Linked DNA regions of Mus musculus: region 1 is linked to region 2. Evidence: chromatin contacts called from public Hi-C data. All regions are on one chromosome and are shown on one strand. Each heading gives the region's core, a stretch centred on a gene start, on an enhancer-like site or on the middle of the called end of the contact. The rest is flanking DNA. Distances are from core to core; before and after follow the strand shown. Region 1 overlaps Gm40339 (a long non-coding RNA gene). Region 2 overlaps Auts2 (autism susceptibility candidate 2).

Region 1 (6,808 bases), core at 281-2,780, 2.3 Mb before region 2:
GAAGAGGGAGTCAGATCTCATTACGCGTGGTTGTGAGCCACCATGTGGTTGCTGGGATTTGAACTTCGGACCTTCGGAAGAGCAGTCGGGTGCTCTTACCCACTGAGCCATCTCACCAGCCCCCCAGTAGTGAATCTTTATATCATTGGGATGTGCTTTTAAAGGGGACAGCTGAACTTCCCTCTCATTTTTGCCTCTTGGCCACGAGGTGAATAGCTTTACTTTGCTCTCGGACACTCCTATAGGTGGCCTCAAAAGTTCTGTCCAGGTATGGACCAGAACGGCTGCAGTTGGGAACCCAGATAAACTTTCCATTTAGAAACAACCTTGCTAACGTGGCAGAAATGAGGGCATTAGAAAGAGAGCCTCTCTTCCATCTATCAGGCCACTGGAAACAATAGACCCCAAGAAACAGGAATTTCTTCAGGAGTCTCTCACTGGGAGAAGGAAAAGGCTGGAAGCCTGGTGCCTGGCAAAGTGGAGCTTGTTTCGAGAGAGATTTCTCACTGTTCTGGTGACTTCTCAACCACTTCACTGGGCAGACTGGAGCTGAGGCAAAGCTGGGGCAGTGGCGGGTGGGTCCGAACCTAGCTCCTCCGAGAAAGGTTCAATTTCACTTTTAATTGTTTGTGTATGTGTGCGCATGCGTGTGTGTGTGTGTGTGTGTGTGTGTGTGTGTGTGTGCGCGCGCGCATCTCTCTCTCTCTCTCTCTCTCTCTCTCTCTCTCTCTCTCTCTCTGTGTGTGTGTGTGTGTGAGAGAGAGAGAGAGAGAGAGAGAGAGAGAGAGAGAGAGAGAGAGAGAGAGGGCGGCCGGCGCACGAGAGTACAGGTGGCCTCCTGAAGCTGGAAGAGAATGTCAGATCCCCTGGTGCTGGCATCATAGGGAGTTGTGAACCACCTGACATGGCTGAGGGGAAAAGAACTCTTGTCCTCCGGAAGAGCAGCAAGTGCTCTTCAGGTAGAGGCATTTTCCCACCCCCATCCCCGCGCCTCTCAGCTATTTAAATTACGCTTCACATAAGGACCCTGAAGGTGGACTCGGAAGGTGGGGTATCACTGGACTTCCGTCACCGTTCCTTGTCCCAGTGTCTTAGGTAAAACATTTGACCCATTTACATATGTGTGTGTGTGCACACGTGTGGAGGTCAGAGGATACCATGAAGCAGTCAGTTCTCTGCTTTCAACGTGTGTGTCATGGTGATTGGCCGCAGATCATCAGGCTGGGCTGAACGCTCTTTTACATGCAACATCCTCTCAAAACCCTAATTGACTTACTGAGCAAAGGTGGGTCCAGGGGCCCAGGCTCTGACCCTAATATCTCCAGTAATGGTAATGATCGCAAGTGTTTTGTTATAATGTCTGCAGCTGATAACCGCAGGTGCTCATCGGGGGCTGAGATCTTGGCCTAATAGCACTCCTCAAGGTCCTTGGGAAGATACCTGGCACATGAGAAGCCACAGGCCTAGCCTTTAAGGCTGGGCTACTCATTAGTGGGAAAGATAGCGGAGATGGCCACTAGGGGGCGCTCCGAATCCATAACAAAGTCTGCAGAGTTGCTGAACAGCTTGGAAATATCCTGGACCTCACAGTTGCCAATGTTCTGGTAGACTGGGAGGGGGAGGAAAGAGGAAGGGAAGGAAAGGAAAGGGGGAAGGGGACAGTGTAGGGGAGGGGAGAGGTGAGGTGAGGTGAGGTGAGGTGAGGTGAGGTGAGGTGAGGTGAGGTGAGGTGAAGGCTCCGTTGCCTGCTTACTTGGGCAGCAGTATCCCGTTATGGCTCAGCCTGTAGCCCATGAGCAGGGGATCTATTAGCCCATCAGTTCGGTTGGCACCTCTTGTTTTAGGGCACGATTTGGGGGATCTTCCACGTTAGCACAGTCCTGGCTTATGATCCAGGCTCCCCTCACAGTAGCTGGTGGAACACACTGATTTCAAGGCTGCAGAGGGTTCTGGGACTTGTATTTCAGGCTCGGCGAGGAACGTGAACCTTGAGAACCTGCGGTTTCTCTGTCCTTTGTAGCCCAACAAGTCAGACTATAGAGGGGGACGAGGAGACCATCATTCTTCGGTGTCAATTTCTTCCTTCCTTCCTTTCTCCTCTCTCTCTCTCTCTCTCTCTCTCTCTCTCTCTCTCTCTCTCCTCTTTCTTTCTTTCTTTCTTTCTTTCTTTCTTTCTTTCTTTCTTTCTTTCGTATTTATTTATTTATTTTAAATTAAATTTTTTTTTTTTTTTTTAGATATGATCTCTTGGAGTCCAGGCTGACCTTGAACTTGCTATGGAGCTGTCTGTGTGTGTGTGCGTGTGTTGCACCGGTTCGCGTGTGCACTTGGAGACCTGAGGGTTTCTTCCTTTGTTACTAAGAACCCAGAGCTTGCTGATTGCATCAGTATCACTGACTCTGAGAATCCCCTTTTCTGCCTCCCGAGTGCTAGGGTTATACGCAGCCTCCACTCCCACACAGCTTTTCTGTGGGTACTTGGAGGCCTGTACTCTGGTTCTCATGCCTGCGTGGCCAACGTTTTACCCACTGAGATGTCTTCCCTGCTCTCTCTCTCTCTCTCTCTCTCTCTCTCTCTCCTTCTTTCTAAAAGTCAAGTCCTGGGGACACGTGGTGCACAGCCATACATGCAGGCAAAACACCAGCACACATAAAATAAAAATAAAGGTTAAATAAACAGGGGCTAGAGAGATGGCTCAGAGATTAGGAACACTGGCTGTTCTTCCAGAAGACTCGGATTTAATTCTCAGCATCCAAATGGCAGCTGACAACTGTCTGTGACTCCAGTTCCAGGGGATCTGAAGCCCTCTTCTAGACATACGTGCAGGTAAGACATGAATGCACATGAAATAAAAATAAGTAAATCAAAAAAAAGATGCCCCCTTCAAACTCCTCTTGGGAAAGGTAGGTTCAATGATAATTTTCAAACCCATTTCAAAGACTTGGGGTAGGGCACCAAGTTCCTACTCCCCAAACGCTCTAGTTGTCCAGTACCCAGAAGGCACTTGTAAACGTGCACATTGTCTTCGTAGGGCAAGCATCAATGGGATGATGTGTTAGTTGTTTTGTGAGCCTCTAAATCCTAAGCCCTGTGTGTATCTGGTGCTTGGGCAGGAAGGAAGATTAGCCTGGGGTCTGCATAGCCTTCTGCTCTTCGCCTCTTCCCTTCCAAGCTAAACATCTTCAACTGACTTTATCTTTCAGATGAAAACCTTGGCAGAAGGAGATTTATTTGGTACCGTGAGCTTCTCTTGTAAATAGCTCCCCGGGTGCCGTGTCTACAACCCACCTGTCAGCCCTTGGAGTGGAGGAGGCTGTGTGTTATTGATCCCGACCTGTGGCTGCACCCAGCATGGTACTAGTATCTAGCAGGTATTCAATCAATGTCCTCTGCATGTAGAGATAATGAGGAGGGAAAGGAGGGTCTTATGGGGGGCTCACTGCAAGAGAGACTGCAGGATGTGGGAGGAATAGGGATCCCGGGGATAGCCTGGAGGACGAAATTAGCCAGGGATGGAGGAAGGAAAAGAGCTAGACCACGTGATATGGCAAGCACAGAATACTTGCTGCACACATGGAAGTACATATGAGAGGGGCAGTCTTCCTCTAGCTGTTGTTACTTGGGACATGGAGAATAGGGAAGAGAGGAGAGTGCCCAATTGGCCCAGGCTCCTATTCATAAGAGAGATACCCGCTTTCCCTTAGGTGTTAACTACCCCTTTCTTGGACTGAGATGAGATTTAAGAATTCCAGTGTGGCTCAGTGGTAGAGCCCCTGCCTAGAATCCCCCAGTGAGGGGCTGGGGGTGTGGCTCAGTGGTAGAGCCCCTGCCTAGAATCCCCCAGTGAGGGGCTGGGGGCGTGGCTCTGTGGTAGAGCTCCTGCCTAGAATCCCCCAGAGAGGGCTGGGGGCGTGGCTCTGTGGTAGAGCTCCTAAACAGCATTCTCAAGACCTTGGATTTGATCATCAGCACCACAATAAATAAATGAATGAATAAAAGTCAATTAAAAAATTATTGCCTTCTTTCAGGTGGCCTGTGTATTTGGTATTAGCTTCACACTAGTTCAGGAATCCCAGGACAGTCCCAGCTCTGACTCATACTGTGTTTCTCAATGTCAGGATCCTAGTCTACACTTGGGGTACAAGAGCCCTGTTTTCTGTCAGCTGGGCTGCTGCTCATATGTGTGCAGCGATTGGAAGGGACCTGGGGTCTGTGGAGCTCTTATAGTGGCATGGCTGACTGATGCTTTGTAGCTGAGCCTCTGGTGTACCGGTGCATCTGCTTTCTGGCTGAGTACACAAACCTTAAGTGCACTCACCCCACCCCCCACCCCTTGGCTTCCAGGGCTCTGCATACTGCTGTGCAGACTGAGCTCTTCACTGGGAACTGGGTCAGGATGGGTGGTACTGTGTATCTACTGCAGCCTTAGTGGGCTGAGAGGTCAGCTCCTGAGAGGGGGGTCAAGTAGAAGCCCTATGTGCATACATACATGTGTATGGTGTGTTTTCACATGCACATCTGTGCATAAATATGTGTGTCATGTGATTAGTATAGACAGATGACAAACTGCACTCATGTTTATCACAGTGCATGCTTTATATATGTATATGTATACATGTGTCATGTGAACAGTATGTGCACAGGTTATTTGCTATGCATTTTTGTATACATGTGGTACACACTGTGTGTGTCTGTATATATGAACATTCAGTGTGTATACAGGTGGCACATGAGTACATGCGCACAGTACATGACAGACATTTTGTGTGCCTTTAAGTGTGCATGTATACCCATGGAACTTGCTTTGTGCCTTTATGTATTCATATGTTGTGTGCACATACATGCAAATGCCATGTGAACATTTATGTATGCACATTACACGCTATGTGTTCATGTATAAAGTGCACACTTTATACATACATACATACATATGGGTGCATATACATACATACATACATACATATATATATATATATATATATATATATATATATATATATACCTGTACATGGCATCAAGCAATATGTGTATTGATACATATGCATGCATATGTATGTTTGCATATGTATATAGTGTGCCAAATTAAGGCGCCATGAACATTGTATATGCTCAGCACATGCCTATAGGTATGTGTATCACATGTATGCCTACATGCAAATGCTATGTGAGCAGTATGTGCACATAGTATGCGTTGTGTGTTTCTGCATATGTGTATGTGTGCTTGTTTGTATGAACGTATGGATATGCAGATGTCATGTGAGGAATCTGTACATTTGGCACATGCTGTGTATGTCTGTGAACAGTGCACACTGTGTGCCTGTGTGTATGTTCTGTATATGTACATGAACATATGTAGATGAGAGCAGCATGTGTACAAGTATGTGCTATGAGTACATGTGTGTCTGTGGCACATATTTTTGTCTGCATGCATGTACCTGCTGTGTACATATATGAAGGTAGCAGGTGGGAAGCATACATATGCTATGATATACACATGTATGCTTGTGATAGAGCACATGTGTCTATATGTATAGCTGTACATGCCATGTACATATGAGGAACATACGCATGTAACAAATGTGTGTGTTTGAATTGTTCATGTGTGCACATGCTACACAGGCTGCAAATATGTGTATACTGTATGTGTGGATGCTTGTGGCATATAAGCAATATCTGTGTATAGCATGTGATGTGTTTACTTGTACCCCTATATAGGTGTTGCATAGGATACACCTGTGCATTTATGGTATGCTTTTCAGATATGCAATTGGTATTTTAGTGGTTTGTGTATGTGACATTTGCTATGTGTTCCTGTATACATGTGGTGCATAGTGTGTTCATGGTATTCAAGTGGTATATGTTGTGCATGTAAGTATGTATATAAGTGGTGTGTAGTGTGCATTTCTACTGTGTACGTCAGGTATGCAGGTGGCAAGTGGTTATTTTGTGCACGTGACACTTTTGTGTGTGCATGTATATATGTGGTATACAATGTGTGCATGCATGTGGTTATCAGCAGCGTAAGTATGTGGTATCTGTATGTGCAAGTGTGTGTTGTATATGCATATGGTGCCCGATGTCTGCTGTTCTCCATGCCGGATGTATGTGAGTTGGAGGTGAATGAGTCTCTTGGGAGAGCATGGAGAAGCCCGGCCTCACACTCAATCTCCCTCCCCGCGATTGCCTCAAGGCAGATTCTATCACTTGCATGCAGGCGCTTGGCAGCCTCGATGTGAAGGCAATGCTGCCTCCTATTTCTCCCTGTCAGCAAGATGGAGCTCAGCCTTTGAAACCAGACACTCAGGAGACCCTTGACCCTTTCTTAGAGGTTGAGGGGCACCTGCGTGTGGGGCAGACAGTGAAGTGCGCCCATGGTCTTGCTTCCAAGAACACCCCAGTGCAGGGTCCTAGCTCTTCTCTGACATCTGCTCTGCAGGTTGTCCTCGGAGGCCCTGGATGCCACAGTGACAGTCAGGGGCCTCAGGATAGAGGTGACTGAAACACGGAGGCAGATAGTGTCACTCCACATCAGGGAGACAAGCTCTTCGCCTGTGGCTGGACCTTGGGCTGCCACGGAGTGCAGACACAACCATATGGAAATCAGATACGACCGAAAGCAGTTTTCTGCCGACTTGACTCTCAGTTCACTTGTGAGAGCAAGTACCCAGTCAAGGCAGTTTACTCTGCAGTGACGGGAGTGTTGCAAACATACTTCCAGCTAGCTAATGTGACACGGGCCATGGCCAAACTTCATCAGTAACTGCTCATCCCAGTGACCTGCTCTCAAAATGTAGTGTGTGTGCGCGAG
Region 2 (7,667 bases), core at 903-3,402:
CCCCCCTTTAGGTCTCCTGTCTTGTTAATTACACTTTACCTAGAATCAAACACACAATTGGAATATGTCTTTGTTAGGGTTACCCCTACTGCGATGAACCACCATGACTAAAAGTAACTTGAAAAGGAAAGGGTTTATTTGGCTTAAATATTCATATCACCTTCGTCATCAAAGGAAATTAGTACAAAAACTCAAACAGGACTCAAACAGAATCTGAAGGCAGGAGCTGATGCAGAGCCCATGGATGGGTGCTGCATACTGGCTTGCTCTTTATGGCTTGTTCAGCCTGCTTTTTTATAGTACCCGGGACCCTTAGTCCAGGCTTAGCACCAACTACAATGGGCTGGTGCCTCCCCCACCAATCACTAATTTTAAAAATGCCCCTCCAGGTTTGCCTGCGGCCTGATTTTAGGAAGCCATTTTCTCAGTGGAGCTCCCTCCTCTCTGGTGGCTCTAGCTTGTATCAAGTTGACATAAAACTTATCGAAATAATTGAACACCAAGTGTGTTTCAGGGTCTGGGGGTAAAACATCAAGACAAGACCTCATTGTTCAGGAAAGACATCTCCCATGGCTAAAGCCAAAATGTAGCTGTTCAGAAAGTGGAAACAGAGCTTTGCATTGCTTTAAGAGACCATTTAAGTTGAAGCTCGAAGAAGACATTCTCAGGTAGAGGGTATAGCTAACTACACTGATGGTCAGGCATGAGGATGCGGCTAGAGCATGCCTGAGTATGGCTGGAGCCAGGGACGTGTTAGAATAGATCTTCTCAAACCCAGCCTTGCCTGTGAGCTATGTGCAGTGATTAGTAGGATGGCTTGTTGTAAGCATTAGGAACCTTACAGAGACATCATTAGCATCACCTTATCTCTTAAATCTAATACAAATTTTAATGTGTTGTTTTTGCTTTTGTCTTTTGAGACAGCACCTCTATCTAGGTAGGCTTGGCTCTCCAGAAACTCATCATGTAGCCCACATTGGTCTGTAACTCATAAAGAGCACCTTGCTTCTTCCTCCCACGCGCTTAGATTTTAAGCCTGCACCACCATGCCCTGCTTGTTTTCCTAGTGAATTTTTCTGTTAATTTATTTTTTATTAAAATGTTCAGGGGTTGCGAGTGTAGCTCAGTTGGACGAGCATTTGCCCGGCATACAAGAAGCTCTAGGTTCTGATCCCAGCAGTACATTCATTGAATGAATAAAGTAATGACTGGCACAGGCCAGTCATCCCAAAACTAGAGAGGCTAAGGCTAGAAGATCGTGAGTCCATCCACGGTCATGGAGCAGACTGCAGACATGAGTCCTTGTCTCGAGCAAATTAGATAAATAAATAAATGAATAAATAAATAAGCAAGCAAGCATACAGCATACATCACCACACCAAGCTCTTATGCGCTAGTTGAAACAGGAGGGCTTGGTACCTCTCTAACTCTTGACGTCCAGCTTATGAAAGGACAGGCAAGTTACATTAGAATGGTAGCCATGTTGGGGTGGCAGAGGCTGTGTCTGAATTTTTTTTTTCTTCCTATTTCTGCATTCAAAGCCTATGGTGTTCACTGCAGGCCTCCAGTTTGACTCATCAAATATGGTGGTTTAAATTCTGTCTGAGCCTGAGGGCCGAGCAACTGCGATTCTTCTTTCCCTCCACTTCTCGCTACTAAGATGGAAGAAACTATTTCCACTTCTCTCTCAGGGCTTTGAATCCTTGTCATGGAGAACACGCCGGCACCTTGAGCTCCCATTTGGTGGGCAAACTGTTTGCTAATAAACCAAGACAGGACCCTGATGTCAAAATGCTTAAGATGGAGAATCAGCTGGGACCGGTTTCTGAGCCTGACATGCCTTTTCCATCTCCCTGCCTCCTCCAGAACATAAACCTGAACCAGGAGGTGGTTCAGCGTGAACTCTTATAAATTGGAGTGGGTGTCTAGGGACAGGGGAAGCAGACAGTTCTTCCTTTAACCTTTGAAGACCAACAACCATCTGGCCCAGAAAAAAATCCACAGCGGGTTGAACCCAGGGTGTGAAAGCTGGGCAGTGTATTTAATGTGAATTTGAGACCATGACTTCTTCCCACCCCGACTCCATAAAACAGCCTCCCTTTTTCATAAAGCATGCCTATAAACCACTGCTGGCGAGGCAGAAAGACCGCTCAGGACCCCAGCTCACTTTCCATCTGGGGCTGTCAACAAACCCCCTTTATGAGTGGAATAGACCTCTTGTATGCAGCCAGCTTCTGGCTTTCTCTCTCTCTCTCTCTCTCTCTCTCTCTCTCTCTCTCTCTCTCTCTCTCTCTCTCTCTCTCTCTCTCTCTCTGTTTTGTTTTTTTTCCTGCAGAGTGTGTGAGGAGCCAGGCCGGGCAAGCGTCAGGAGCTGTTTGCTGAACGCATTTATTGCCTTTGCATAATTTATGAGCTGGAGGCGTTGACCGCCATTGCTCTCTGCCAGGGGCTGGCACTGGAGGCTCCAGAGAGTGGAGCTGTAAATTGGATGGTGAGCTCCTGCTGAGCCCACAGCAAAGTCCCTGGGTCAGTATGGGAATTTAATACCAGAAATGGAACTGTTTTCTCAGCGCACCATGTGGGCCCCTGGTGCTGCAGACAGTGTTTTGGCAGACTCTGGCTGGCCTTGCGAGGGGCCTGTCACTCATGAGTGTGGCGCGTGGGGAGCCCCGGCATTTGTAATCAGCTTGGCATCCGCGTGGCTTCCATAATGGATACCAGTAGGTCTCAGTTCCTCACCATATGCTTAACTCTGGAGGCAAGGTGCTTCTGGGTATATCAGTAATTACTTGATGCAGAATTAAGTGGACCTTGAAATTAGTACTGGACTCTCCTAAAGCAGGGAAGCTTAATGCTTTGATAGGAATAACCATTTGCAGAGACTTACCGCTGTTTGGATCGGGGCAGGAGAGGGAGCTTCCCCCACTTTTCCGACTCCTTCTCCTGAGCATAGACCCTGGAGGATGGAGGGAAACGTGTCGCTCCAGCCTCCGCTGTCATTACCTCATATGGATGGTGGTGAACATCTGGGAAAGAGCAGGCATGACAGAAGGCACCACTCTGGGCTGGGGAATGTAGCTCAGTTGTAGAGTTTCCCATCATACACAAGGCCCTGGGTTTACATCCCCCAGCAATTGAAAGTAAAAGAAAAATAAATAAATAAAAGACTCCTCTTTTCCCTACCCTCCTCCATCAGGCTGTGTTAGCCTTGAAAGTATACTTGAGAGAACACAGTCTGTCTACCCCCACCCCACCCCCCACATCCATGCGTAGTTCTAGACCTTCAGGGTCTTCATCTCACACACTCTCCTCCTCAGATCATCTGATATGATAGAGAAACCAGTCATGGATTGGGCAAAAGACAGCAAATGCAGGCAGACTGATGTAGGAAGCCAGGTTGGAAACGATGCCCTTGGACTTGATGAAGTTGCTGTCACTCACTCTGATAATGCTGGATCACCAAGGAGGCGGAAGGAGAGGTAGAGTCATAGCCCTCACAATTGTCACTCCAGGGTAGTAGAGATGGGAGGATCAGCAATTCAAGGCCATCCATGCCCAAGCAGCAGGTTCAGAGCCAGCCTGGAGCGTGTGTGTGTGTGTGTGTGTGTGTGTGTGTGTGTGTGTGTGTGTGTTAATGCAACGTACTTACTATGGTACAATGGTCCATACTATGCAGTGGTCTCCATACACAACCCCATTTGGATGAAGATTTTATTACCATCTCTTTGTAGCTGAAACAGTAGTAACTTGTTTTCTTAACAACAACAGGAGTCCATTCCGGCATGGGTTCAGTGGCTCAGTGAAACCAGTCTTTTCTTCTGTTGGCCTCTCCATCTTGTTTGGCAGTGAGGCTTTTGGAGTTGCTTAAACCACACTCTACAAAATGGCTGCTGCAGATGCTCAAATCATGAGCTCATCTAGTCAGACTCGAAGACGAAAATAGGACCTGCCTGCCACTGAGAGTTTTTTTTTTAATCTTTATTATTATTGTATGCTTGCGTATATGGTGTGTGTGAGAGTATGTATAAGACTGTATGTGTGTACATATCTGTGTATAGGTTGTGTCTGTGTGTGGGTATATGAGTGTGTGTGAGTGTGCCTATGTGGGGGAGTTTTTATGTGAATGTGTGGCTGGATGTCTATGTGTATGTGTGAGTGTATCTATGTGGGGTGTGTGTGTGAGTATGTGTGTCTGTGGTAGGAGTTTGTGAGTATGTAGATGGGTGTCTGTGTGAGTATATCTATGGGGGGTGTTTGTGTGTATGTGTGTGTCTATGTGGGATGTGTCTGTGTGTGAGTATATGTGAGTATATGTGTGAGTGTTTGTATTTGGGGGTGTCTGTGATTGTGTGGATGGGTGTCTTTGTGTATGTTTGACTATGTCTGGGGGAGTATCTGTGTGTAAATGTGTAAGTGTCTTTATGGGGGGGGGGTTTCTGTGTGTATGAGTATATGTGAGTGTGTTTGTGAGTGTTTCTATATGGGGACATTCTGTGAGTGTGTCAGTAGCTATCTGTGTATGTGTGAATATGTCTGTGTGAGGGGTGGTAACTGTGTGTGTGTGTGTGTGTGTGTGTGTGTGTGTGTGTGTGTGTGTCTGTGAGTATGTCTATGTGTGGTGTGTTTGTGTGTTTGAGTGTGTATGTGGCATGGTGTGGTGTAATGGGCCTGCATGCATGCACGTGCTATAGACCATGTGTAGAGGTCAGGTGACAACTCTCAGGAATCAGTCCTCTCCTTCTACCCTTGGATGTGGTGATCACAGTATGCTATTGGGCTTGTGGGGCAAGTGCCTTTACTCCCTGAGCCATCTTTTAGGTCCAAGACTCGTTCTTTACCCACTCTTCCCTACCCTAGGACCCTCTGTAGACTTCACATCTCATGTGACCAAAATGGTTCTCATAGCCCACCCAATGCCATAAAAAAAAAAAATTAGGAAAAGAGAGCATTGCCTTTTTGAACTCTAGAAGATATGAGCTTACTGAGAAGAGAGTTGTGGCTATCTGTCCTGCAGAGACAGCCCTAGTTCATTTCCTGTTTCTGCTGGTGACTCCATCTGCTCCCATATACAGGTGGCCACAGTAAAAACCTTGGCACCCTCCTGGACTCACCTGCCACTTCTTTTCCCTAGCCATGTATTACCAAGACCTATCTACTCTCACTGCAGATCTACTGAGCCATCTGTTCCACCCTCCCCCAAACTAGGCACTATTCTGGCGTAGATAGTGGCCTGGTTGCCAAACTGTTCCCACTGTGGCCATCTCTCCTCCTAGCAAGTGCTGTCTCTCCAACACCCATACAAAGTGATCTCCTTTGCACAGTATGTTGGGTGAGCCACAGAGCAGCCTGAGGCTGTGCCTCAGATGTCCTGTGCTTCATCTTGATTGACTCCTATCCAGCTCAGTAGCACCTCTCCAGGGCTACAAAGTGAAGCCATACCTACAATCATACTTTCTCATCGTTTACCCTAACGTACTCCTTCATTATATATATGTATGTGTGCACGCTCATGTGTGTGGAGACCAGAGGTTAACCCTGAGTGACTTTCCTTAGGACTTGTCCATCTTTTTTATTGAGTCTTTCCCTAGGATCTGGGGCTCACTGATTAAGCTAGGCTGCTTGGCCAACAAGCTTCAGGGATCTCTCTCTCTCTCTCTTTACTCTTCCCTAAGAACTGGGATGACAGATGTGTGTCTCCATGTTCATTTTTTTCACCTGGGTCCTGAAAACCAAGCCAAATTAAAATCCTTGTGCTTCCTCAGCAAACATTTAACTAACTAAGTTATCTCACCAGCCCCATTTTTTAACCCATGATCTGTTAACAAAACATTCTTAGCTTTTAGAAGAGCATAGGGTCTTTGTTTCCCTTCTGCTTCTGTCAAGAAACCCAAAACTGGGTGATAATTCCCTTTCTTTGGTTCTTCCAGATCTAGAGCAACAACTGGTATTTGGCTTATCACACTACTTATTATTCTTGGCACGTCACCTGCAAGGAGTTTTCCTTCTCCCCATTGCTGTGACCAAACATCCAACTGTAGTAACTCATGGAAGAACTTGCTTTAGCTCACAGTTCAGGGGTCCAGTCCATCATGGTGGGCAAGGCAGAGCACCAGAAGTGTGAGATGGAAGGTCACTCACTGTTCCATTGCTGTGAAGAGACACCATGTCCCAGGCAACTCTTAGAAATCATTCAATGTGGGATGCACTTTCAGTTTCAGAGGTTCTTTCATCATGGTGAGGAGCATGCAGCACCCAGGTAGAAAGGGTGTTGGGGATGTGACTTAGAGGTCTATGTCCTGATCCAGAGAGAGAGTGGGCTTGGCATGAGCTTTTGAAACCTCAAAACCTACCTGCTGAGACACACACTTCCTCCAACAAGGCCACACCTCCTAATCCTTCTAATCCTTCTAAATAGTGGCACTGGCTGGTGATGAAGCATTCAAATAGATGGGGGAGGGGGGTGGCATTCTTATTTAAACCACCACAGCCATATTGCAGCCACACTCAAGCAACAGCAGAGAGATTTAAATGCTCAGCTCACTCTCTCCATTTCATTTAGTCTAGACCCTTAATCCATAGGATGACACCACCCACATTTAGGGAGGTTTTTCTCTCCTCAGTTAATCCAGTCTAGAGAATTCCTTACAGACCAAAGGGGATTCAGGATCCTTTTAAATTGACAGTTGATATTAACACCCCAATGTCAGAGGTGTCCAGCCTTCCCCCTCTCAAAAGTCCTGGCAAGAGATTACAGTGAACCCAACTTCTTTTCTTCTTGAGAAAAGATTTGGGAAAATGACTCCCCAAAGCTGAAGGCAGAGCACGTCCTTCTGTAGAAATAATTTTTTTCTAGAACCCTCAGAAGGATCTTGAGTCCCCTTCCTCCTGTGGCAGGGTTAGCCCCTCGCTTGGTGTCCCTGTGTTCTTCTAAATTGTGTGTGCGTGCACTCGAACATGGGGGGGGGGGGTTTGGGGAGAGTGGAGTCTCTTACTGAGGATAGGGCACTAATGTGAGAACAGATATTTTCTGTTTGTCTAGCACTGGAGCTGTAGAGCATATACAGTCCAGAGAAGGCCCCTTTCCTCTATTTGCCCCGCCTCGGAGAAGGGGGGACGGGTATCTGATGCAAATTGCATAATCACCACATTGACCTTTATTTTCTCGTCTTCATTTCTAGTGCGACAGTGACAGCGACCAGGAAGAGAAGGTAAGACGCCACCCCCTCCACTGCAAACACAACCCACAAGGCTCTGGGTGCACTGTGACATGCCTACTGGTACCTGTTCCCTTGTGAAGGCTGTCTTATTGGTCACACTGTGACATTTTCAATGATAAGATACACTGTGCCAAATCTGTGACATCCTCCTCTTTGAAACATGCTGCTTCATGTCTCATTTTTGTCACACCAGATTTTCACTTCATAGACCCCCAAAAACAGTTTTAAAGAGAAATTGATTTTTTTTTTTTGGTTCATGGTAGAAAGATTGTACTTCCTCCTGTGTATTTATAATGTCATGTCTACCTGCCTTTGACTGACCTCCTTGTTTCCTCCTACTTTTCCATAGCTTCCTAGTAGAAATGTCAGTGGTGTACTGCTAAGAATTTCCTCACAGGGCAGGGTGGACAGGGCTGGGGGTGGGGGCTCTGCTGTCTTCTGTGGGTGGGT

The links. Hi-C and Micro-C count contacts between places; a contact is called where the count stands out from the background.
Region 1: a Hi-C map of cerebellum shows a contact between it and region 2, with 2.9 times the contacts expected there. The contact joins two enhancer-like sites. A contact is called at or near these places in 1 of 484 Hi-C or Micro-C datasets (cerebellum) and 1 of 9 other capture datasets (embryonic stem cells).

The regions. Positions count from the first base shown.
Region 1 is chr5:134,058,588-134,065,395 of GRCm38.p6, reverse strand. It overlaps Gm40339 (a long non-coding RNA gene), which reads left to right. Exons shown (of 6, transcript XR_868578.3): 3 at 2,238-2,826; 4 at 3,204-3,371. Among named protein-coding and RNA genes, the nearest start is that of Gm40340, 11 kb to the right of the region's middle. Within about 2 kb of position 1,530, at least 4 of the 459 cell types and tissues checked have an H3K27ac peak or open chromatin away from gene starts, as enhancers often do. A contact at or near this core is called in cerebellum, where this site is marked.
Region 2 is chr5:131,770,301-131,777,967 of GRCm38.p6, reverse strand. Auts2 (autism susceptibility candidate 2) reads left to right here. Exons shown (of 20, transcript NM_001363480.1): 5 at 7,179-7,208. Among named protein-coding and RNA genes, the nearest start is that of 4930563F08Rik, 110 kb to the left of the region's middle. Within about 2 kb of position 2,152, at least 26 of the 459 cell types and tissues checked have an H3K27ac peak or open chromatin away from gene starts, as enhancers often do. A contact at or near this core is called in cerebellum, where this site is marked.